Linked DNA regions of Mus musculus: regions 1, 2 and 4 are each linked to region 3. The links are chromatin contacts, called in public Hi-C and promoter capture Hi-C maps. All regions are on one chromosome and are shown on one strand. Each heading gives the region's core, a stretch centred on a gene start, on an enhancer-like site or on the middle of the called end of the contact. The rest is flanking DNA. Distances are from core to core; before and after follow the strand shown. Region 1 has its middle 48 kb from the start of Gm28818. Region 2 holds the start of 4933417E11Rik (RIKEN cDNA 4933417E11 gene). Region 3 holds the start of Fn1 (fibronectin 1). Region 4 has its middle 18 kb from the start of Gm4319.

What was found. Promoter capture Hi-C pulls out the DNA fragments that hold promoters and counts their contacts. A called contact is a pair of places that touch in the nucleus more often than the background predicts.
Region 1: a contact with region 3 is called in a Hi-C map of uterus, with 2.4 times the contacts expected there. The contact joins the enhancer-like site here to the promoter of Fn1 in region 3. A contact is called at or near these places in 8 of 39 promoter capture datasets (the 3T3-L1 cell line, 3T3-L1-derived adipocytes, cranial neural crest and 3 more), 7 of 484 Hi-C or Micro-C datasets (the N1E-115 cell line, liver and uterus), 4 of 115 datasets of contacts at active chromatin or transcription factors (craniofacial prominence, embryonic forebrain, pancreatic cancer cells and 1 more) and 3 of 9 other capture datasets (adipose tissue, liver and pancreatic islet).
Region 2: a promoter capture Hi-C map of liver shows a contact between it and region 3, with 9 times the contacts expected there. The contact joins the promoter of 4933417E11Rik here to the promoter of Fn1 in region 3. A contact is called at or near these places in 16 of 39 promoter capture datasets (the 3T3-L1 cell line, 3T3-L1-derived adipocytes, the C10 cell line and 10 more), 1 of 15 datasets of contacts at CTCF or cohesin (the NIH/3T3 cell line), 11 of 484 Hi-C or Micro-C datasets (the C2C12 cell line, the Patski cell line, embryonic heart and 4 more), 11 of 115 datasets of contacts at active chromatin or transcription factors (cardiomyocytes, craniofacial prominence, embryonic limb bud and 4 more) and 3 of 9 other capture datasets (adipose tissue, liver and pancreatic islet).
Region 4: a Hi-C map of the C2C12 cell line shows a contact between it and region 3, with 2.7 times the contacts expected there. The contact joins the enhancer-like site here to the promoter of Fn1 in region 3. A contact is called at or near these places in 8 of 39 promoter capture datasets (the C10 cell line, cranial neural crest, embryonic stem cells and 5 more), 1 of 15 datasets of contacts at CTCF or cohesin (the NIH/3T3 cell line), 4 of 484 Hi-C or Micro-C datasets (the C2C12 cell line, the HL-1 cell line, bone marrow-derived macrophages and 1 more), 13 of 115 datasets of contacts at active chromatin or transcription factors (the NIH/3T3 cell line, cardiomyocytes, embryonic limb bud and 3 more) and 4 of 9 other capture datasets (adipose tissue, embryonic stem cells, liver and 1 more).

What each region holds. Positions count from the first base shown.
Region 1 is chr1:71,944,029-71,949,832 of GRCm38.p6, reverse strand. No RefSeq gene overlaps it. Among named protein-coding and RNA genes, the nearest start is that of Gm28818, 48 kb to the right of the region's middle. Within about 2 kb of position 2,097, at least 14 of the 459 cell types and tissues checked have an H3K27ac peak or open chromatin away from gene starts, as enhancers often do. A contact at or near this core is called in the N1E-115 cell line and uterus, where this site is marked.
Region 2 is chr1:72,002,970-72,008,925 of GRCm38.p6, reverse strand. It overlaps 4933417E11Rik (RIKEN cDNA 4933417E11 gene), which reads left to right and starts at 3,731. Exons shown (of 3, transcript NR_040454.1): 1 at 3,731-3,914. It also overlaps the pseudogene Gm5528.
Region 3 is chr1:71,649,976-71,655,941 of GRCm38.p6, reverse strand. It overlaps Fn1 (fibronectin 1), which reads left to right and starts at 2,708. Exons shown (of 46, transcript NM_010233.2): 1 at 2,708-3,110; 2 at 4,293-4,421; 3 at 5,243-5,380. The coding sequence starts at 2,960. Apol7d (apolipoprotein L 7d) reads right to left here and starts at 2,607. Exons shown (of 4, transcript NR_040308.1): 1 at 2,556-2,607.
Region 4 is chr1:72,139,080-72,144,908 of GRCm38.p6, reverse strand. No RefSeq gene overlaps it. Among named protein-coding and RNA genes, the nearest start is that of Gm4319, 18 kb to the right of the region's middle. Within about 2 kb of position 2,843, at least 32 of the 459 cell types and tissues checked have an H3K27ac peak or open chromatin away from gene starts, as enhancers often do. A contact at or near this core is called in the C2C12 cell line and the HL-1 cell line, where this site is marked.

The DNA.
Region 1 (5,804 bases), core at 848-3,347, 290 kb before region 3:
ATTTGGGTTCAGATGGGTTTCACTACACACTGTATTTGCTGAAGTTTTATATCCTACTGTGGTAAACCTAGTTACTGTTCCTAAAGACGCTCACGCCCTAACGCTTTTATGTGATGGAAGTGGGGTTCTGGAGATAGAGCCAGGTTATTGCAGACAATTAGAATGGCTAACTGAATTACACAATCCTTACACGAGGAGACAGGAAGTCAGAGAAAAGAGTGAAGAAGAACAGAAGCAGGGGGTTGAGGAGACATCACGTGGGTCAAAGACAGATGAAGAGGGTACAAGTTAACGAAGATGCTGAGCCAGGAAGAGGCTTTATCCTGGAATCTCCAAATGGAAGGAGCATAGCCCTGGAGGTAATTTCAGGTTTCTGAGACCTAGAATGGGAAGATAACACAGTGGGTCTTTTGTTTCTTTGAAAACATAGTCTGCTTTGGAGCTTACTACATAGCTCCAGCTGGCTTCTGTTCACTGTAATGCTCCTGCCTCTGTCTCCCCTCCCAAGTGCTGAAATCACAGGTCCTCCACCATGCCTGGCTACATTCCTATTGCTTTAAAACACCATGCTGGTGCCAGGTTATTAATACATCAATACGTCTTGATTATTAAAGCTAACACAATTCTTCTTATTTATTATTTTTTCATATATATATATATATATATATATATATATATTAATATATATATACACATATACACATATACACACACACACACATACACACACACACACACACACACATACATACATATATATCCCAGAGGCACTAAGAGCATGAACTCCAGAGCCCAGCTATCTGGGAATGAGTTCTGTTTTCACCTATCTTGTTTTGGGGCAGGTTACACAAACATCTCTGTGTCTCTTTAAAACCAGGTGTAATCACGAGTGTTACTGCTGCTTACCGCAGAGGCTGTGACTCAAGGCTTGCTGAGGGCTGGACACAATCCCAGACTCAGAGTCTGTTTGCTGTTAGTATTCTTGTGTCTTTTCACAAGTTCCATCCATATTTAATCATATTTAAGAATAGCCAAGTGGTGGTGGTGGCCACCGTGGTACCTGCCTTTAATCGCAGTCCTCAGGAGGCAGAGGCAGGTGGATCTCTCTGAGTTCAAGGCCAGCCTGGTTTACAAAGCAAGCTCAAGGACTGTGTGAAATTCTGCCTCAGAAAACCAAAATAATAAATAAAACTTACATAGGATCAGAGATGAATGTTCCTTTGTTCACTAATTAGCAGCAACTTCATAGAGACCAACCAGTAAAATGATTGTTTATTTCCTTTTAAAACTCTTTGCCCTTTAAACGACGTATAATAACTGTAGAAAACTCCAGAAAGTACTGGAGAAAGTGTTAAGAATCCCATCATTCCTCTAGGTTCCATTACTAGCAATACTCTGATTTAGTCCCGTCCAGATTGCTCTAGATTTGAGGAAATCGTTGAGATTGAGGTGATATTTTACACAGATGTCCCTTGTAAGAAACAATTTTGTTCAAATCTACTACAGGAATAACCACCATAGTGCATGTGGAATTATGCATCATGGGCAGAACTGTATTTTCTCTTCTCTTCTCTTCTCTTCTCTTCTCTTCTCTTCTCTTCTCTTCAGTGTTTCAAGATGGCGTTTCTCTGTGTAGCCCTGGGTATTCTGAAACTCACTCTATAGGTCAGGCTGGCCTCAAACTTGGAGAACTGCCTACCTCTCTCTCAAAATATGGGATTAAAGTCATGCACCATCATTGCCTGGCCAGAACTGCATTTTTAATCTGAAGTTGGATGAAACCACAGCTCTGAAACCTATGGACATGAGGAGCCAACTGCACAGTCTTCCATCCTTCCTTTTGTTTTTCTCTTTGCGCATGTCAGAGCATCCCCCAAGGCACTGTAATGTGGCAGCGACTCTCATGTTGAGCTTCAGCATTTTAAAATTCCCATTACCATAAATAATGATGACAGGAATACTTTTGTGAATAAATCTTTTTTTCAACTCAATAAAAATATACAATATCAAGTTTACCCTTCTGTTTAAAAGTGTATAATTCAGTAGCATCAAGCACATTTACAATGTTGGGCAACTTTTACTACTGACTAATTCCAGAGCTATGCATAAATCACTCCCTGAACATTAGCTTGTTCCTGCATAATGGATTCATAGGGAGTAAAGCATTTCATTAAAGCAAGAAATATTTTTTTAACTATGTCCAGAACAGAGCTGTTAGTTGGTGTTCTGTTGCAGTGATAAAATACTCAAGAAAAACACCGTAATAGGAAATACTTATTCTGGTGCAAAGTTTTAGTCTATTAGCAGGCGCTATTGCTCCTAACTACAGAACAACATAACAGAGAGTAGGAGAGAGCATAGCTGCTTGCCTCATGGTGGCCTGGAAGCAAAAATAGAGAGGGAGAGACGAGGGACAGGATATAGTGCATGGATCAGGGCCATCCACTGGAACATGGGCAACTCACCATGAGCCTCACACGTTTGAAGAAAACTGACCCTTCCTCCCTTCTCAGTCCTGATCTGCCAATAGTTCTTCAGCTAGGGATGGAGTATTTTGAGCCCTTCCTCTATGAAAATCTTATTCTTATCTATTTTATATGTTGACTTGTGTGTAGTATCTCCTTTCAGAAGAAGATATTCCTAGGCAAATAAATACTTAAGAATAACAAGTCTAGACAAATGATTTCCAAATGTTCTGGCAGTTATCATATGGGAAGCTTGTTAAAAAATAGATCCCTCTAGGGGCCAGACATAAGTTCATAGACTTACAGCCACTTGAGTTTTGATGAAGATGTCAAACATTCACATTGGAGCATTTTTAATAAATAGTGCTGAGGAAAGTTCTACACGTAGAAGAATGAAACGTGATCCTTCTTTCTTACCCTGAACACAAATCAATTTCAAATGGGTCAAAGATCTTTGACCTGAAACTGTGAATGCCCTACGAGAACAGATAGGGAGTACACACCAGGATATAGGCTCTGGTAAGGACTTCTTGACAAGGACTCTGGTCACCCAGAAAATAAGACTAATAATCAATAGGTGGGGTTTTGTGAAATTAGAAAGGTTCTGTGTTTCAGCCAAGGAAATGGTTCATAAACTGAAGAGACATCTTGCTGAATAGGTGGAAAATCTACTAACTGTAATCTGACAGAGGGTTAAAGTACAAAAATATATAAAGAACTAAAAGCCAAGCAAACAACAGCAACAAACCCTAAACACCCAGAAAACACCATTAAAAAGTGGGCTGTTGCAGACATAGTGGCATGCCTGCTAATACCAGAACTCAGAAGGCAGGAGGAGGTGATCTGTGACTTCAGGGCCAGCTTGGTCTGCAAAGCAAGTTTCAGGAAGAAGAAGAAGGAGGAGGGGGGGGGAGGAGGAGGAGAAGGAAGAGGAGGAGGAGGAAGAAAAAAGGAAAAAGAAGAGGAGGAAGGACGAGGAGGAGAACAAGAATAAGGAGAAGGAGAAAAAGGAGAAGGAGGAGAAGGAGAAAAAGGAGGAGAAGGAAGAGAGGAAGCAGAAGAGGAGGAGGAAGAAGAGAAGAAAGAAGTGGAACAAGGGAAAGAAGGAAGGAAGGAGGAAGAAGAAAAGAAGAAAGAAGGAAAGAAGGAAAAGGAGAAGGGAGAAGAAATTGAAGTTTTTAATTGGGCATGGTAGTATATGGTTGAAATCTCAGGATTCAGAAAACTGACAAAGGATGATTACAGATTTAAGGCCAACCTGGTCTACAAGCAAGACCTTTTCTCAAGGAGGCAAAAAGAGCAGATTCCTAAGACCTTTTTGAGATAACCAGGAATAGAGCCTGGGAATGTGTTAACCACAGAGACTGTCCCAGAACCACACTGTGAGAAACTCTGCTAAATCCTGTTTCCCACAGAGCAGGATTTACAAGACAGTTCTAGCCAGTACACTGGATGGTCTTGAGAGGCATTAACTGCAGTTGGCTTGGTGTCATTTAAGGTTAATCCCCTCAAGATAAGAGATTTCCCTTGTCATTCTCCTTCAAGCCCTGGGAGTATACAAGAAGCCTCAGCTAGGTTCGAAGACACCACTCTTAGTTAGCTTACATACTTTCTAGTTGTGACAAGTTTTGTTGGATCTTTATTACCCTATGTAGTGCTGGTAAGATCGAGAAGTCTTAGCAGATGTGTGATGGGCAAAAGTTGTGAATATTGAAGTTCAGTGAGTTAAATGTAAGAGTCATTTGAAGTGCAAGCTTACTTCCAAAAGAGGCAGGTTAGACCCAGACCTAAGGGAGGAGGGTGTGTGTTGGGGTACCAACAGGGGCAAGAGGGGGTGTCTAAGAAGCTTTGAGAATAGCATTGGACACTGTGTTCTCCGTGGAAGGACAAAGTGGGAAATTAATCCTTCATAATTTACTTTGTGGCTCACACTGCCAGCCACCTTACCAGGGGAATACACTTCACTGTTTATTCATGTGGATGAATCAGGTTAAAACGGAACAACTTATGTCCATCTTCAGCTACACATACGTGAGTCCTTGCTGGATGGAAGAGTACTGTTCCGTGCCAGCTGGCAAGCCAGGGTTTGGCAGATGGCTTAAAATGCCCTGAGAAGTTACAGGCAGTTTCCCTCTTCTCTGCTGACTCACCGTACCTTGTAAGGCATACAAGGACTCCAGGAGTCTCGAAATGGGTCTCTGTGGAAGTATGCGAGAGACTGGATCACTACTGATGAAGAGAGTTTTGGGTTCTAAGGGAAACTCACTCAGGTATTATGGATTTCTTAAAGCTGACTCCAAATCAACAACCATGGTGTTTTCTGATGGAGTGTGTAGAATTCCAACAGGAAGTGTTATTTACAATGCGAGTGGCTTGGCTCTCATAATATTCATTGATCTTACTCATTGGAGTCTATTCCAATGTCTAATTGAGTGGATACATTTTGGTTTTGAAGTTGCTAAATCATTTCCCTTCGTAATAAAAATTGGAAATGGAGAGTGTCTGTCATCACTTCTTAACCATGGAAGCTTTCTGCTTAATTTTGTGTGTGTATAGATAAGAACTAAGGGTCAAAGAACTACCGTGGTTCTGTAAGAATTCCATCAATCATGGTCAAGACTAGATGCTAAGCAGTGCAGAAACTTGTGCCCAGTGACTCTTTCTTTTTGTACATCTTGTCCTTGTGAATAATGTTTCCTGACAGGACCCCACCCTCCTTTGCCCTGTGGGTCCAGTGCTCCGCTAATTCACAGATGAGCAGCTCAGAGTCTCCATCTTGCTTTGCTGGAATTTTGTTTAGTCAGAACTTGTCAACCTAGAATAGATGTGGAATGCAGGCTTAGTTTACAGAGGCCTGGTCTTTGGGATGTGAAGTAGTGGAATAGGAATAGGAATAGGAATAGGAATAGGAATAGGAATAGGAATAGGAATAGGAATAGGAATAGGAATAGGAATAGGAATAGGAATAGGAATAGGAAGAGGAAGAGGAAGAGGAAGAGGAAGAGGAAGAGGGAAGGGGGAGAGGGAGGAGGGAGGAGGAGACAGAGGACCTTTGTCTACTTGGTGGCATCTTCGAAGCCATCACCATATTGGGAACCTGGCATCATAGGACAAGGACTTGCAGAACCGAAAGGTCTTTGTTGTAAGTGGGTGCTCACATTATGTTAGCCATGATATACATGTGTGTGTGGGGGGGAAACAACCAAAACCAACAACTGCATGCTAATGGCATTATTTGTATATAATTTCCAACTTTATCAAATTAGTGGATGGACTAAGAGACTTGCTGGTTCTTTGGTCTTCCATTGGAGAGCCCTGAAAGCCTCCAGACCTTGTGTT
Region 2 (5,956 bases), core at 2,482-4,981, 350 kb before region 3:
ACACTACCAGGCCCTACAAGACAAATTATTTAAATCCATCTGTTTTTGGAAGTTGGGCAAAACTATCACTGTGGAAATTCCAATCAGCGGATTTTAACTAAAATACGTGTTTCTGAAAAACCTGCTTTGAGAGTGGATCCTTATAGGCACCGATTCAGCCTGTCTTCTCAAACGTGAGGCTACCCAGATCAGTCTGGAGCAGGGAAGGTGAGCATTTGAGCAACACGCGCTCCTTTTGTTCTTTCAGCAGAGACGGAAGTCACATACATCCTGGAAAGTCCATCCTTTCCATCTGGACCAACAGGAGTTCAAGTCCTGGTGGGGTGTGTGTGTGTGTGCGTGCGCGTGCGTGTGCGTGTGCGTGTGCGTGTGTGTGTGTGTGTGTGTGTGTGTGTGTGTGTGAGACTATACATATAGATACCAGTTGTTGATGACCAGTGCACCTCTGGAACACTGGTATCAAAGGTGTGCACCACCACGGCCCTGCTTCCATGATACTTTTTGAGGCAGAGCCTGTCACCGATTCTGGAACTCATTGATTCAGATAGTCTGGCTGGCCTCCCAGTTCCAGAGAACTTCCTGTCTCTGCCTTCTCAGTGCTTGCATTCAGAGTGTATGCTGATGTTGTGCGTGGATGCTAGAGGTAGAAACTCAAGTCTGCGAGCTTGTATAGACAGCACTTTACTGATTGAGCCCCTTCCCTGCCCCTCACCCATCCCCTAGGGCCGATGCTATCTGAATCACCTGGGAAATAATTTTCACCTGTGGTGACACTTACCTTCTGAGGTTCCTGTGAGGATGAGATGGAGCAATGTGTACACAGTATTGCCCAGCTCATTAAAGTAATCCATTGGAAAGCCTAGAAGCTCATGCGCAATAAGTATAATGTAAGGGGAGCCACATAGTATAGTATAGATCACAAATAATCTGTCTTTGCATGGCACGGAGTTGTTGAGCATGATTTAACCAAGACTCCTTAGCTATATGAGATTGAAATGCACCTTTTTGGCTGAGCATCGACATTGTGACTGGTTTTGCTATAGTTTCTGGTTTAGTCATGGGAATATGATCGTTCCTGGGTTCTTGTTCTTTGTTAATATTCAAAGGTCTCAGGTTAAGGCTTAGTGCTCGCTTAGTGAAAAGGAAACTAAGGGTTCTAAAAGGCACTTCAAGAGAGGCCAAAGAGCTGCTTAGCTAACGCAGATCCCTGTTGGCTTTTAGAATAAGGGTCATCTAACACTCCTGGGGAAGTGTCTGAGGAACTCTCTGGAGCCTGGGGAAGACTAACCCTTGGATTAGTTAGAAGATTTAGACTAAGGAGCTTCCACTTAAAATTCTAACAAACCAACTCTTGACTTCTAGGACCTGAACTGAGAAGCCAGGTCCCGCTGGAGCCACCGAGAAGGCTGCCGAGTAGGGTCTATGTTACTGTTCTTATGTTACAGGTTACAGGAGACCACGAGTCTCAGAGTCACCGTAAAGCTGGGGAGAGTAAGAGCTTGTACTCAAGAAAGATTTCATTTTCTATTAAACTCCCGACAGGATTACCCGGAAGACAAATATGTCTCCTAAATTTCAACCCTGGGTGAACCTCTTGGTTTTCTTCTATTTCTTTCTTTTTTAAAAAAAATTTTATTTCTTAAAAATATTTAATAATCACTTCTACAGGAAAAGAAAATGGTGTGTGCATTGAAAGTGGGGGAGACCCCAAGCTTATCTTTCTGTGAGTTTACACCCTCCCAAGTGAAGATTTCCTTTACTGGTAAATCCAGTGAGTTTTATAGCATTCTCAACTCTGGCTCATGCTTTGAATACCAAGGCTTGCACTGCTGAGATCTGTTCCACTATGGTTAATTTAGCTCCCTGGGAGGGTAGGGCCCAACTTCTCCAAGGACTACTAATACACACGCCAGTGCAGAGCTGCAGGGCTGTGTAAGTTTCAAGCCCAAGATCCTCTAGCGGTCTCATCACTGGAATACAAGGAAGAAAGAAATCCATTGTAGTATATAGGACAGCTTCATGTCAGTGTGGGGGCTGGGCTTGAGGGCATGTGAGTGTTCCTAAGTGCCTTTGGATAGCAGAGAAGAGAGTGTCACGGACGACCAGAGCAACGAGCGCCCGACAAAGCACTGTCAGTGAGAACTTCCAGGAAGCAGAGAAGAGGACATGCCCTGAGTCCTTTCTGAAAAGGACAGGATGGATATACAGTTGAATGTGCAGAGAGCACCATCATCACAATAGAAGGGACTACACCAGTGACCCCAAGCTTGCCTACTTCTGTTGTGCTGTGGGAATCAGGCATGCCATGTTTATCTGCTAGGAGGTTTTGCCTCCTCTGGGACCAGCAGGAAGGCAGTGTTATCTTCATTGTTTCCCACATCCAGCCCTAGAAAGTTTACAGAAGTTGGCTCTGGATTGACAGTGAAAAGGACAGGCCAAGATTGCAGATTCCCTCAATTTACATGACACAATAAATGAATGACTTCTCCATTGACAGATACCACTGTGGGGCCCACAGTGACAGAGTAACACAGCAAGATGAAAAAAGAGAAAGGAAATAAGAGACTTGGTATCTTAAAAATATCAAATTATTTTAATGCTAAATGGGCACTAAGAGGATCTGAACGGATACATAATTTATGTAAATCTATGTAAACGCAGGTACCAATTACAAGGAAAAGGATTGGGTGGCATTCCTAAAGGACCGGCCATGCTCTAAGCTGTCACCTGCCAGTCTGCTTCTCCCCGGGAGTTAGATTCACACCAGATGGCAGCAGTTAGAAATGAAGAAACCTGCTTCCTTGATCCTTCACCTTCCTGTCTAATTTACGCATCTGTGAACTTTGAAGTGCTAACACTGTTTTGGTTAGCGCTCAAGGACCCATTTAGGGATTGCAACAGGATGCTGGTTCTAGAGAGAGTGATTCCTGAGCGTGCATGCAGATTTTGCTAGGATCCTATACGGCATGTGAAGGTATTGTATGTAAGCTGTTTTGACCTTACAAGACAGGTTTTTATTCATTGCTGGGAAAACAGGAAAACCAAACACATTGCAAATCAGAAATCTCATTTTTTTTCTGAATCGACACATTGCAAATGTGCAGCTGAGCACATAGACACAGGCACGTGCACATCTCATTACTTCTGATGGAGCTGGTACGATGTCTCCGGTGAACTGCACTTCTGCCCCGATCACACACATGGTGTTCACTGGAGCTCTTTCCTCCATAAGAGTGTTCCCTAGATTACTAAGTCAGCACCATTATCCAAATAGACATCTGCTCTATTTTCTCGTTCATAATGATAATGACTAGCTGGGGTCACAAAGAATAGGCTTAATACATAGCCGCCAAATGGAAAATTTGAGGAAAGTGGAAGCTTCAGGAAAAAAAAAAAGTGTAATCGTGTTTTCCTATTCACTCAAAAACAACAAAAACACAGAACCAACTCACAAGCAAGCAAATGAAAAACAATACTGTCTTACACTAGTCATTGCGTTTCATTAGAATTTTCAGGGCTCCAGACCTAGGATTTAGAGGTCACGTGTTAAAGATTAGGAGAAGAGTTAAATGCTCAAAACCCACGGACTTCCAAGGGCCACTTGAAGCTTGCAGCCCGTCTAGGAGTTCCATCTTACTGGACCACCTCTGAGGAGATGTGGTACACTAGTGGGCAGTTGGTTCTGTTGGAGATCTGAGGAGCAGCCCCCCCCCCCCAATGCTAAGTCTTCAGTCCTGCATACTGGGAAGGGTGGGATGCAGGAATGGAGTCCAGAGGCTCTGGCTGCAACCCACCATGGTTCTGGCACTAAGCAAGAGCTGACCTTTCCTAAGTCAATATTGGAAACTCCCCTCCAGGAGAGTCCTGTGGTGTGAGGTCTGAGCACACACTGAAACCTCCGCGGAGATCCACAGGTGAATCATCTGATGGGGAGTGGAAGTGTTTCTAGGAACAGTCCCGCAGTTCCCGTTCTGCTTGTTAAGCTCCAAGCTTTCCAAATACTGCCAAGTATTGGGAGTTGTATTGAACTCCAGAATGTAACTGGATCTCAGAGTCCAAGTCTATGCACAGATCTTGTACATCTCATCTCTGAGAGATGAGATAATTAACTTATTTTTTTTTTTCTTGGTACTGGTACTTAATTTCTTTTGTACTTTAGGCCATGAATTCACATGCAATGGGCTCCAACAGCTCAGGTTCTTTTCCATTAGTCCTCACAAAGTGTGCTTCTCTGTATGGAGCAGGCTGGCGCTTCAGCTGCACCCAGGTGCCCTTCTCTTTGGCTTCCTTTTTCTTCTGATCATTCTCCTTCACCCGCTTCAGGAAGCTGTCTCTGCTCTTTGAGTGCTTGATGTACTCAGTCCGCACATTGATCCTCTTGGCCAGAATTTTGCCCTTAACCTGCTTGTTTACAATGATGCCCACGGCATGCTGGGTGACATTGTAGACTCTTCCAGTTTTGCCGTGGTAGCAGTTATGGGGCATTCCTTTTTGAACAGTGCCTATTCCCTTGATGTCTACAATATCACCCTTCTTGTAGATTCGCATGTATGTGGCCAAAGGAACAACGCCATGTTTCCTAAAAGACCTAGAGAACATATATTGGGTGCCTCTCCTCTTTCCCTTTGTGTTCGTCATTTTGGCGAGTTACTGGACGATGGCTGCGGCCGAGATAATTCACTTTTATGAACTTCATTTTAAGATAAAAGGAACAATCTTGAGAGCCCACGTGCTCTGTACATGAGATAAATAAACCCCCAAACAAACCCAGCTTGGTGAGCTCACGAGTGGGAGGGGGCAGAGGGGGCGGGGCTGTGAGGTCTTCTTTCTCAGTTTCTATATTCCAGTATGAAGCTGGAATGGGTCCTTGCATCGGAGGAGGGAGGAGTTCACTGGTTTTGAGCTTTTTCTCAGCTTGCCTTTTGGAGGAGCACTTGACATTCCTTCACTCTTTCCGAATCCCTGATGCGTTGTCTGGGCTTTGTTTTCTAAGGGTATAATTTCTTGGATGAGACAAATGTCTTCATTTTGTACATTGTGGTTGGTTGACACTGAGTGAAAACGAGAGTGTAAATCACCTACTCCAATTACGGGGCTGAAGACCAGGAAGTGCTTTGTAGTCATTAAGTGCTCTACCAATTTTTAAGGATAATGCATTTTTCATGTCAGTTTTATACCCGAAATTTATGTCAGTTAGCTACAAATATGCTTTGCTTTGAAATTCTCTGAGGCTTAGCCAGAGTTGATGAGACCTCAGAAGCTATAATAAAAGTCCAAAATGCCTTCACATAGCTTTCTTAACTCTATATGTCTGGCTTCCTCCGGATGCTGGTCCATTGATGGTAGCCCACTCCTCCTTATGTCTGTCAGCGGAGGTGGTACACTGGCTGGAAACTATTTTGCTATAAGCAATAAAAGAACTTGAGAATGTCTTAAATAAATTAGAGTTGGTTTTTCTCATATCATCAAAGGTCTGGAGGTTTTAATAGTTTTCTGATTGGCTCATTAGCTCAGTATCGCCAGGGCTGATGTCTCTGAGTCCCTTAGCTCTTCTGTCTTCCTTGCAATATGGTGTCTGCAGAACAGCGTAAACATTGGACCCTCTGTGTGAAAGGAGAAGGTGACGCCTTCTGGTTTTTGTTTTTAGTATCATTTAACCCCCCCCCCCTTTTGTGTGTCTCTGTGTAGGCATGCATATGCCACAGTGAGCATGTGTGTGTGTGTGTGTGTGTGTGTGTGTGTGTGGTCAGAGGACAGCGTTTTTTGAGTTGATTCTCTCCTTCCACTTCATCAGGTCTAGAGAGTAACTGCAGCTCACTGTGCTTGGCAGCTGGCGCCCTTATCTACTGAATCTTCTTGCCAGGCCCAGTGTTCTGGTTTTAAGAGAGGATCTTTACATCTTGATTTTCTTCCATTGAAAAGTAGAATTTAAATCCCCCAACCCTTCAACCCTGAG
Region 3 (5,966 bases), core at 1,459-3,958:
AGTGCCCCCAAGGAGCTGATGGGCAAAGAGAAGCCACCAGTATACTGAATTCAGGCCAACTTCCTCCTAGAAAAACTAAGAAATGAGGATGCTCTGTTGTTGCAATTTAGGATTAGGTCTTTGAAATAAAACCAGAGAATGCTAAAAGTACTACAAACAAAAGAATCAAACAAACAAAACAAAACAATCCCTCCAAAACAAACCAACAACAGTAGCAACAACAAAAACACCCAAAACAAAAACCCAAGAGTTTGGTGAGGTATAATTTCAACTGATTCCCTAGAATTAGAGTTACAGATGGTTGTGGGTGGTCATGGTCATGTGGTTGCTGGGAACAGAACCTGGGTCCCCTGGAAGAGCAGCCTGTGCTCTAACCATTGAGTCATCTCTCCAGCTCCCTGACCCCCAACTGTAGTCTTTAAGATTTCATTACCTCTGAGTTAGAGATAATCGACTTGAATTGGAAGAGATCTGGATGGGGGAAGGCTACCGTAGCAGGGCCAGTTTACCTTAATTAAGAAAATATCTCCATGTCCCAAATCAAAACCAAAACACAACTTTCAAGTCAAAGCATTCCTATAAAATTCAGCCAAATATTTCTGCTTGTGGGCCACCAGAGACATTTTCTATGGGACTGAAAGAGAAAACTTTCTTCTGAAATGTAAAGTGGGTTCCCCACAAACCTTTCCAATAAGTATATTATTTTAAAGTATTTTGAGTACGGTAAATACACCAAACTATCATATTTTTGTGACAAAATTCTTTTCTAACCACTTATTTCCTTCCTCCAGAATCTACCATATTTGTGGAAAGCCTTCCCTTCGGGTTTATCTAGCAAGCATCCTGATTTCCAGGTATCCTTCTCCCCCCCTGGAGAGAGCACTTCCCAGAAGTTCACTGTTTTACAAGGAGCCCTTTTATATCTGAAAGAGAAAACCGTTTTGTCAAGGGATGATGAGAAATTCCAAAAAAACTAACTCAGACGGGATTCTAAATTTGGGGGAATGTATGGCACTGGTTCAACCCTGAGTGTTGGTCACAAAGATTCTTGACTTATTTTACACTGCTTGTAAGAAACTGGTATTTGCTGTGGGTTTTTTTTGTGTGTGTGTGTGTGTGTGTTTGTTTTGTTTTTAGTTCTTTACATCAATAAAGATAAATGTTAATTTTGTGTCTTTAATGTGTTGAGGATTTTATAAAGCACACAAATTCAAATTATCCAAGAACCTGGTACAAACAACATATTTTGCTAGCTAGTAGCTTTAATATGTTCTCAAAGCAAAGGAGACCATGCGCCTAACCGAGGGAGAAAGCCAAGTTTGGGGTTCGGATCTGCTACTCTGAAAATAGTGGGCTTCTTGAAGGTCTTTTTGAAGCCCTACCAAAGCAACTGGGCTTGTGTGTGTCTGAAAGGTTAAAAAAAAAAAAAAAAAAAAGACCAACGTGTTAGAGCTGCTGGCTTCAGGGGGACGTCTCCTATTCCCTTTTCAACTTCAGTAGTGTAGGAAGTCCAGAGAATTTTCAGTGGAACTTTATACATTCTTGGAGCAGATAACAATTGAAATATAAAAAATCTGGCAGCGGGGGAGGGGTGGATAGTGGAATTCTGCCATGACTGCGAAGTCTGAAAATAAAATAAAATAAAATAAAATAAACGCCCGGACACATGCAAGGGGATTCGGGGTAAAGTCTGGAGGGAGGCAAGACATTAAATCTTTGTACCCATCCTCACCCCAACTCCCCCTTCAGAGGCCACCTAGGTTTGAGTGCAGATGGCCCAGTGAACGTGGCATGGACGGGAAGGGTCCCCCCGCCCCCCTTCATCAGCCAGTTCAACTTTTCCCCTTCTTAAGCTGTTCACTACTGCCCTTTTAAAAGAAACGGGCACCCCATCCCCAGGAAAGGAAAACTGTGCTTCACGACTTAGAAAAGAAACTTTCTGTTGCTTCCTCTTAGAGAGAAACTTGGTCCTGTGAGTTTCTCTGGAATCTGTAGAGCGCCGCGCGGAACCGAGGGCTGTGGAAGCTCAGGGAAGGGGGTCACCTCTGCCACGCGCTCACTCTCTCCCAGGCTCTTCCTTGAAACCTGGCAGGTACTGCGTGGAGAAACCGAGGTCTGAGCCTACCTAACACCATAAAGGCAAAGATAGGGGACCCTAGGCGGCGCCCAGGACCCAGGAAAAGCACCCAGAAGGAGCCGCCCCGCCCCGGGGCTGCAAAAGTGAAGTTTGGATTCCTACAGGGACAAGGTGGTGGCCACTTTATGACTTTTTCCCTTCCCACAAAATACACTCTGGTGTGCACAGACTTTTCTCAGAGGTGACGCAATGTTCTCAAACACCACCACAGCCACCAATTTAAAAAAAAAAAAGTTAAGAGATGAGGGGGGTAAGCCTTACCACCCCAGGCTTCCTTAGGCTCCAGCCCCTCCCTCCCTTTCCTTCGAGTCTACATCACTTTACAGCCGTTTCCCATCCCTACCCCCAATCCTCCTCCCAAAAGTTTGACGACCGCAAAGGAAACCAGAAAGGGGAAAAAAGTTCTCTAGTCCCAGACCTGGCGGGAGATCAGCATCTCTTTTGTTCGGGGCGAACCCACCGTACCCCGTGACGTCACCCGGACTCTGGGCCAATAGGCGCGCGGTCGGCGGCGGCTGCGGCGGCAGGAGGGGCGGGAGGAGTCGGACCGGACCCTCCTCCCCGGCGCGCAGGGCCTCGTGGGGGGCGGGAAGGTACTGTCCCATATAAGCCTCTGCTCTTGGGGCTCAACCGCTCGCACCCGCTGCGCTGCACAGGGGGAGAAAAGGAGCCCAGGGTGTGAGCCGGACAACTTCTGGTCCTCTCCTTCCATCTCCTTACCGGCGTCCCCACCTCAGGACTTTTCCCGCAGGCTGCGAGGGGACCCACAGTTCGTGGCCACTTGCCTCCTGGGGAGGGCGACTCTCCTCCCATCCACTCAAGATGCTCAGGGGTCCGGGACCCGGGCGGCTGCTGCTGCTGGCAGTCCTGTGCCTGGGGACCTCGGTGCGCTGCACCGAAGCCGGGAAGAGCAAGAGGCAGGCTCAGCAAATCGTGCAGCCTCAATCCCCGGTGGCTGTCAGTCAGAGCAAGCGTGAGTACCGACAGTCTGGTTCAAACCGGCCGGCGGCAGGGATGGGTTGGTCCTCAAGCGCCCGCTCAAGTTGTGGCTAAAGTTTTTGCGCGCGTGCGTGGCTGTGCGAACGTGTGTGAGTGCGCGCTTTATCGAGGGAAACCAGCTGTGGACACAAAAGGCTTAGGTCTGAACAGGCTGGTTGCTGGTGAAGTGGAGGTAGGGACCGTCTGTTCTTCCCCTCAAGTGCGCTAACAAATTCTACACCTTCAGTTCGCCCTTCCAGGAACCAAAACGTGTGAAAGAGAAAAGAGACACGAACTTACAAATTTTACATCAGAGATTATTGTGGTTCCCCTGATCCTTATTTTCTTTATCAGCAAATAGCTGGTTAAATATTTAACACGGGGAGGAGGTGAGACTATCTAAATAGGTAGTTTCTTACCAACTTGAAAGAGATGTTAGTTGGCTCAGTGCTTTGGGGGGGGGGGGGTAGCCTAGGATTCTTTCCCCAAGAGCAAGGATAGCCATTTCTCTTCCAGTTTTTCAGAGACACACTCTTCCTTTATCTTGGGCTAGAGGAAAATTTAAAAGTTCTCCCTCCTTTTTTTCTTTTTCTTTTCTTTTCTTTTCTTTTCTTTTTTTTTTCTTTTTTTTTTTTTTTTTTTTTTTTTGCCATGATCTCACACTGTAGCCTAAGCTAGCCTGGCATTCTCCTGTGTTGTCCAGGCTTGTGTGTTCAACTTGGGAGCAATTCTTCTGCCTCAGTTTCTACAGAGCTGGGGTTATTGGCATAGTCATCAAGACACCCAACTTAAGTTTTCTTTCTTGTCTTTTTGTTGTTGTTGTTAAGAGTATTGAAGCCCTCAGGATTTAAAAGTAATTTCTATTTCTGGCCTCTCAGAGTGTTTCAAGTCTGCTGAGGTAGTTCCCCTGCCCATAAGGACATGACGTCATTGTATAACTTTTACCCAAGTTAAAAGATAAGAAGGAAAAAACCCCTAAACATCCATCTACATAAACAATGCTTAAATCTTTGATTAGCTAGTTTCCACATCTGAACTTTAGTGGAATATTGCTTTTAAGAGTTTTTTTGTTTGTGCAGGCTCACCAAGTCAGTTGGCAAAATTCAGTAGTTTTGTAGGGGAAAAAAGAGAGGGAGGGATGGAACTGTTAATAACTTTCCCCATCAATTCTTCGCAGCTGGCTGTTTTGACAATGGGAAGCACTATCAGATAAATCAGCAGTGGGAACGGACCTACCTAGGCAACGCCCTGGTTTGTACCTGCTATGGAGGAAGCCGGGGTTTTAACTGCGAGAGCAAGCCTGAGCGTAAGTGGAAGGCAGTCTGGGCCCTGGCAGAGATGATGCTCTAAGTAAAACCACATTTGCCTTCTCCTCCTCCCTGCTCCAGTCGCTTGTAATTCCCTCTTATTAGACTTCTTGCACTGGCTTTTCACATGCTCTTACCTCTAAAACAAATGTAATCCACACGAGTCTCCAAAGCCGCCTTTTTATTCTCTTGGAGCTTTTGATTAGAAAATGAGAGGTTTTGCGTGTCTCCCTTCAAAAAGAAAACTTATAAAAGTTTGCTTATAAAAGTTTAATTTATTAGAAAGTGATCTCGGATCTTTTGGCTCCCAATTATGGGCCAGAAGTTGCTTTGAGGCACTGGGTTGTAAAGTGATTTGTTAGCTGCAGTTCCGTGAAAAAAACAAAAACAACAACCCACTACCACTTCGGAGACTCCTGAAGCCCCTTGATACGCTTCCGGTGAGCTACAGCAGTCCCTTCAGAGAGGCTGCTGAGGGAGGGTACAGGACAAATGTTTCAGTGGGGCTGACAAAGGCCAGCCACTGCTGGGAGGCCGGCAACCTTCAAACTGTTTGTGTCCCTTGTGACCCTTGAATTGATTTCCCTGGTTTGAGACTGGAATTTGGAATCTTTCCTCTGCAACTCAGCTGGTCACAGGGTGTGGCTTTTTCCTGGGAACTCTTTACATTATAAATAAGGGAACCGCTGAGAGCTGGCCAAAGGTCAAGAGCTCTGGTTTTATTAAAGCCTAACTTAAAAACTTGTCTCTCTTAAGTTTCAGAGTCGCCATGTATGTGTGTGAGACTCACATGGACTTTTTTTTTTTCCCCTTTCCACAGCTGAAGAGACTTGCTTTGACAAATACACTGGGAACACTTACAAAGTGGGTGACACTTATGAGCGCCCTAAAGATTCCATGATCTGGGACTGTACCTGCATCGGGGCTGGGAGAGGCAGGATCAGCTGTACCATTGCAAGTAAGAGAGGCCTTCTGTGGAGTTATTGAGGTCACATATACACACTTCCCTCTGGCCTGTCCTTGCCTTTTCCTGTTATCCCTGACTGAATAGTGAATACTTTTTACTTCAATGACCAAACCCCATGTCGTCACCCACCTAGCTCCTCTACATCTGGAAGATGGATCTAAGCAGAGATGGAATCTCTCTGTCTCTCTCTCTGTATGTGTGTGTGTGTGTGTGTGTGTGTGTGGACAGTGGAAGATCTCTTGGTTCTTTTCAATAAGATATGCCCAAGGGACCTACCTATTTTAAATTATCTGGGCCTCTTTAAGCCAGATTGATCATTTTATCCTCTGCAGCTATGAGCCAGAAGGGTTTTTGCTCTTTGTCATGGAGTCTGGTTCTTTGTGATGAGTAGATTAGATTTGGGGAGAAAACCTTGCGGTTCTCAAATTCAACACAGGCTGATGAGCACAGTGCATCTCCAAGGAACTTTAGGTCCTGGGCTTTCTCTCAGGAAGTCTACAGCTGCGGCAGTCTTTCTCGTGTGACTCATTGGGTTGCCAGTACGTTCTATTAATAAGACTTTCTCTCTAAAAACCAA
Region 4 (5,829 bases), core at 1,594-4,093, 490 kb before region 3:
CACCAATCTCAGTCAGACAAGGATAGTTTATGGAATGCACGCCCTAAGACTGATCAGATGAGAATTATCTGAGCTACAACAACAAACACTTCTCAGGGCAGGCTTATAAAGGAAAACCCCACAAAAACCATAGGTTTTTCCAAAGGTTTCCTACACAGGGGCAGGAAGTGTCCAGTCATCAGCGCCGACACAAGACATTTTGGCTAGCTAGACCGCAGAGTTATAACTGACCTTTATTCTGATTGGCTCTGTGGCTGTGGAATTTCTTAAGATTAACAAACCTCAGAACATACAGAACATAACAGGGGATACGGTCAGCATGACCTATCCTGAGTCAGTTATTTTTCTGTGGCAATGACTGGCAGGCATATTACAGCAACAAGGTGAAATAGCTGGCAGGCATGGAACAAAATGGCTACAGCTCTGCTGGGGTGGGGGTGGGCACAGACCTCAACACAGAGAAGGGTGTAGCAGAATGGCAGAGTGCAGAGTCTCTCAGCTGCATCCCGGGGGTCTCAAGTGAGCAGAGCTGTAACAAGATGGGGAATTTGCATAACTTTTGTGACTGATTTCTTCAACTGTCAAGAGGAGGAAGGTAGTCTGAAGGGAGTATTGCAAGAAATATGTAGTATATGAGGCATATATGTGTGCATGCACACACACACACATATATGTGTGTGTGTGTATATATATATATATATATATATATATATATATATATATATATATATATCAGTGATTATCAATGCCTGCACACATAGGCAAATACATACACACACCTACAAACAAGCACACACATGCAATCACACGAACACACACACACACACACACACACACACACACACACACACACACACACACGAAGGCTGCCTAGAGTTCAGATAAACCACAATGTTTCAGCTATGAAGAGTAGCTTCTAGACTATTTTCATAATCCCGGCAAGTTAGTTTTAAATGCTGGGTTTGGGGGTCAGGTAGTTTTAGGTTTCTGGTGATACTCAATATAAGAAAACATGAATGAATGAATGAATAAATGAATGAATGAATGGTTATAGAGAAAATTGCATTACACCATGCTTTAGGACTATGTCACAGGTGAAGCTGAAAGGCAAAAGGTTAGAGGGTTGGTTCTTGGTTCTCCCTGAGAACTAGACTGGCACCGTCAGTAGGTGAGGAGTCCTCGGGAGGAGCCAGGAAGGTCTGTGGTCTCTCAGAAGAGTGGCAAAGCTTGTTTCTGTTTTTAAAAGTAACTCTATTTGGCCAGGCATGGTGGCACAGGTGTTTAATTCCAACACATGAGAGGCAGGGGCAAGAGGATCTCTGTGAGTTTGAGGCCAGCCTGGTCTACATAGTGAGTTCTAGGACAATGAGGGTTATGTAGAGAGACCTTGTCGTAAACAAACAAACATCAAAAACAAAACAAAAACCCTTGCTTATTTGGTCTGTGTGTGTGTCTCTACATGTCACAACATGCACGTGGAGGTCAGAGGACAACCTATGAGAATCTTGTTCTTCTGCCATGTGGGTCCTGGGGATTGTGCTAAGGCTCGATGGAAGTGAGCACGTTTACAACTGGATCCTCTCTCTGGCCCCGAGGACATTTCTTAAAGGATCCAATGAATACTCACTGAGAGGTGGTTCTTTCAGCAAATAGGCGGGTATTCCAGGGCAGCACCTTTGTGCCTGTCCACGAGAAGATTGTCTTCTCATGGAAAACCACTGCTGCTCTGTCTGCCGTGTGTAGCCTTTTGGGTTAACTAAGCTATGTCTTTACTGCAGTGCTGTGTATCCCTTGTCCAGTGCCCTTCTCTTGATTGTCACCGAAAGAAGTCAGATCCAAATTTAAAATGTTTACCCCCGGAGGTCCTAGAAACCCCAGAGGTTCAGAAAACAGGGAGGTGGGCTGGGTGTGACCCGAGGAGAGTAAGGGGAGGAAGATGAGCGATAGATAGAAGGGGAGATGAGCAGAAATGAGGAAAAGGTGTTTGGGTGCGTGTGTGTGTGTGTGTGTGTGTGTGTGTGTGAGTGAGTGTGTGTGTGTGTGTGTGTGTGTGTGCATGTGTGTGTGTGTGTGTGTGTGTGGCTTGGAAGGCCTAGTAACTGGGTGCCTAGTGTTCTATGCTAGAGTTCCTTCAATAGCACAGTTACACCTTATTAATGTTATCTATTTGAACATTATCATTGCAAATAATATTTCACTCCTCCCCTCCCCAAATCATTGGAAAAGACTAGGGGTAGATACCTCAGTACAAGAGTGTCTAGCATATACTAGGCTCTAGGTTGAATTCCAAGTACCACAAGTAGTCGAAGACATCTCTGCTCTAAAAATCATTGGCACACACTCCATTTATAGCTTTAATAGGTAGTTAGATAGTTTTCAGTTTAAGTAGTTCCCTGCAGAATTCACTATTCACCAGAGAGTTAAGAGTAGTGGGAAAAGATTGAAAGCAAATCCAGAATTTTTTTTTTTTTTAAAATGGACACCATCTAAATTTTACCATGTAAAAAACATCGTTAGCAAACAAACAAACCTACAAACCCACAGAGAACCTCTCTCCTCCAGGGACCCTTAGGCACTCAGTGTAGCCCTTAGGAAGAGGGGCTGAGGGGGTTCTCACCCCCCCACCCCTACACCACCCCCTCTTGCACCGAGGTTGTGTGATTCCAGGTCTCTCCGGAGCAATCTGTGCCTTTATCTGCGAACATCTGTAGAAACAACAGCATAAGGGCTTAAGTGAACACGCATGGGAATCTCAGGCAGTTGACAAATGAAGCTGATTTGCATTTTACAATAAACAACGGATCCTCCTTGCACGCGGAAGAGCAGTGCAGGATTCTGATTGAGCACTAGGTGTCGCTGTTGACCCATTCTGTTGTCTGGCAAGTCCGCCTTTGTCCTTAACACTACCAGAACAGTTAATTTCCCTTTCTTTTCTCTCCTTCCCTTCTTTTTTCTTCTCGCCCCTTTCCACCTTTCTTCCATTTTCTACTTCTATTGTAATCCTTCTTTAAAATTTATTTTTAATATATGATTTTATTTTGAGGTTATAACATAATCACATATTTCCTCTCAACACCCATATGTACTTTTGTTCTCTCTCAAATTTACAGCTTATTTAAAAAATTATGGTTGGGCTGGCAAGATGGCTCAGCGGGTAAGAGAACTGATTGCTCTTCCGAAGGTCCTGAGTTCAAATCCCAGCAACCACATGGTGGCTCACAACCACCTGTAATGAGATCTGACGCCCTCTTCTGGTGTGTCTGAAGACAGTCACAGTGTACTTATTTATAGTAAATAAATCTTTGGGCTAGAGCAGGCAGGGACTGAGCAATCAGAGTTGACCAGAGTGAGCAGAGGTCCTAAATTCAATTCCAAACAACCACAGGAAGGCTCACAACCATCCGTACAGCTACAGTGTGCTCATATACATAAAATAGATAAAATAAATCTTAAAAAATTTTAAAAAATTATTGTTATATATGTATATTTTGTATGTATATATTTCTAACTATGTAAATATAAAGTGCTAAGTTTGTATAATGTTTTTATTATAATGTTAATATATATATATATATATATACACACACACACACATATATATATAATTGTATACACACACACACCCACCATTTCAAGGCTGGCCACTTGGTTTTGTATAACCAGTCACAGAGCTCTTCCCTAGGTAGGTTACTTCTCACACTCTCATTATTCCTTAATTGCTTACAGGTTGGAGCCTCGTGAGACTTCCTCCTTCCTGGTTAGCAGGCCTATTGCCCTCATCCTTGTTCAAGTCTTGCTTAGGCAGCCATGACTATGAGACCCCATGGGTCTAGTTTCTCTGACATTTCTGAGAGACACAATCTCACAGCAAACTTCCTGTTTGCTCTGGCTTTGACAATCTTTCCTTTCTCTTCCATGGCGATCCCGGAGGCTAAGGCGGAGGGGTTGTGCTGTAGTTGAATCTGATGGGACTGGACACGACATGATCTCTTGATGAGCTGTGGTTTCCTCTAACAGTCTCCATCTGTTTCAAGAAGTTCCGTGGAGGAGGAGTGAGGATGCATTTACTCATGGGTGTAAGGACACCTGTTTAGAATGTAGTTAGAGACTGTGCTAGTAAAAGAGGTTTAATAAAGAGGTGGTTGCAGGTTCTCCTCCAAGATCCATGGTTTCACTAATCTGGGTAGTTGGCTTGGTTCCCAGTAGCAGACCTGGCTTCCCTCTTGTTGAGCCGGCTTGAAGTCCAATTAGAGAGCTGTTAGTTACTATCAATTTATTCGAGCCACCACTGTACCCTTAGGGCTATCGTGCCTTGCTGGGCATTGTTGTGGTTCACGGGCTTCATGGCTGGGGAGGACTACTGGTTGCTTCCATCCTTTGGAAGCTTGAATGGCACCTCCTGGTATCATAAAAGCTAGTCCTGGAGGGTGGGGGGTGGGGGCTGGGGGGAGCATTCAGGTCAGTTCCAGCTCAGGGGCCTCTGGGCCCAGTGTCACCTTCCACCTCTGGGAACCAGCCAAGGGCAACGGCAATAGCCCGCTATGTTTTGGGAATCTCTTGGATGCCCTTGACCAGCAACTTGAAAAGGAGAGTCTCATGTCTGGTGTTGGAGTCTTGTTAGATAGCCTATAGATTTTGTGGGGAATATTGTTAAACCCAGATGGGAAATTTTCATTTAAACTGTTCATGTCTATACAGACTTACATTATTTTATATAATTTTAGGTAGATAAATAATAATATGATTTCTTCTGACTTTGTTTCAGGCATCCTTACTGTTGTTATTATAATTTTACTTATTCTTGAAAATTTCACACATTTATGTATATAATGAAATATGATAATATCCACTTCCCTGCTCCCATCCTCTCCTTCAGACTCCTTCCCCAAGGACAAGGTTTTAAAAGCTTGAGTTAATACACACATTTTTATTTTTCTCCATTGACTTAGTTTAAAATTTTGTGATACATTTTAAAGGTTATCTCTTCTGGGGACCATTTATCAATTGACATCAAGAAGAAAGATGAAAGGTGGAGAGGTTTTCCTGAGGGTGATTTGGAATCAGAAGTTTATAATTATGAAGACTTCCAGGCCTCCAAGTTTCTGCTAATGAAAGAAAAAATAAACCAAGTTCCTCTGGGCTTGTTTGTCTAGTTCTTTTCTTTTCTTAAAAGATTTATTTCATTTTAACCTGTGTTTGTATCTGTGTCTATGTGCATATGTGTGCAGGTGCCCTCAGAATCCAGAAGAGGGTTTCAGGTCCCCAGCAGCTGGAGTTACAGGAGTGACCAGCCAGATGAGAGTGCTGGGAACTGAACTCAGGTCCTCTGGAAGAGCAGCAAGCACTTTTAGCTGCTTGCCGTGGAACTCACTCTGTAGACCAGGCTGGCCCCGTAATCAGAGATTTGCCTGTCTTTGCCTCCTGAGTGCTGGGATTAAAGATGTGAACTACCATGGCTGGCTTAATCTTACAATTTTAACTTTTTTTTTTGAGTCTCACTCTGTAGATCTGGACCTTGTTAAGTAGCCTAAATTGGTCTCAAACTTGAGGCAATCCTCCTGCCTCTGCCTTCCCATTGCCGAGGTTGCATCAGTTACCACACTTATAGCTGTCTCTTTTCTTTTAGTTTGTTTGAGACATGGTTCTCTATGTAGCCTTGGCTGTCCTTGAACTTGCTATATAGACCAGGCTGTCCTTGAACTCATAGAGATCCACTTGCTTCTGCTTCCTGAGTGCTGGGATTAGAGGCATGTACCACCATACCTGGCCTTTGGCAAACTTTTAACATGGAGGCTAAAGACCAGTCAGGGGGACTTGATATTCACACTC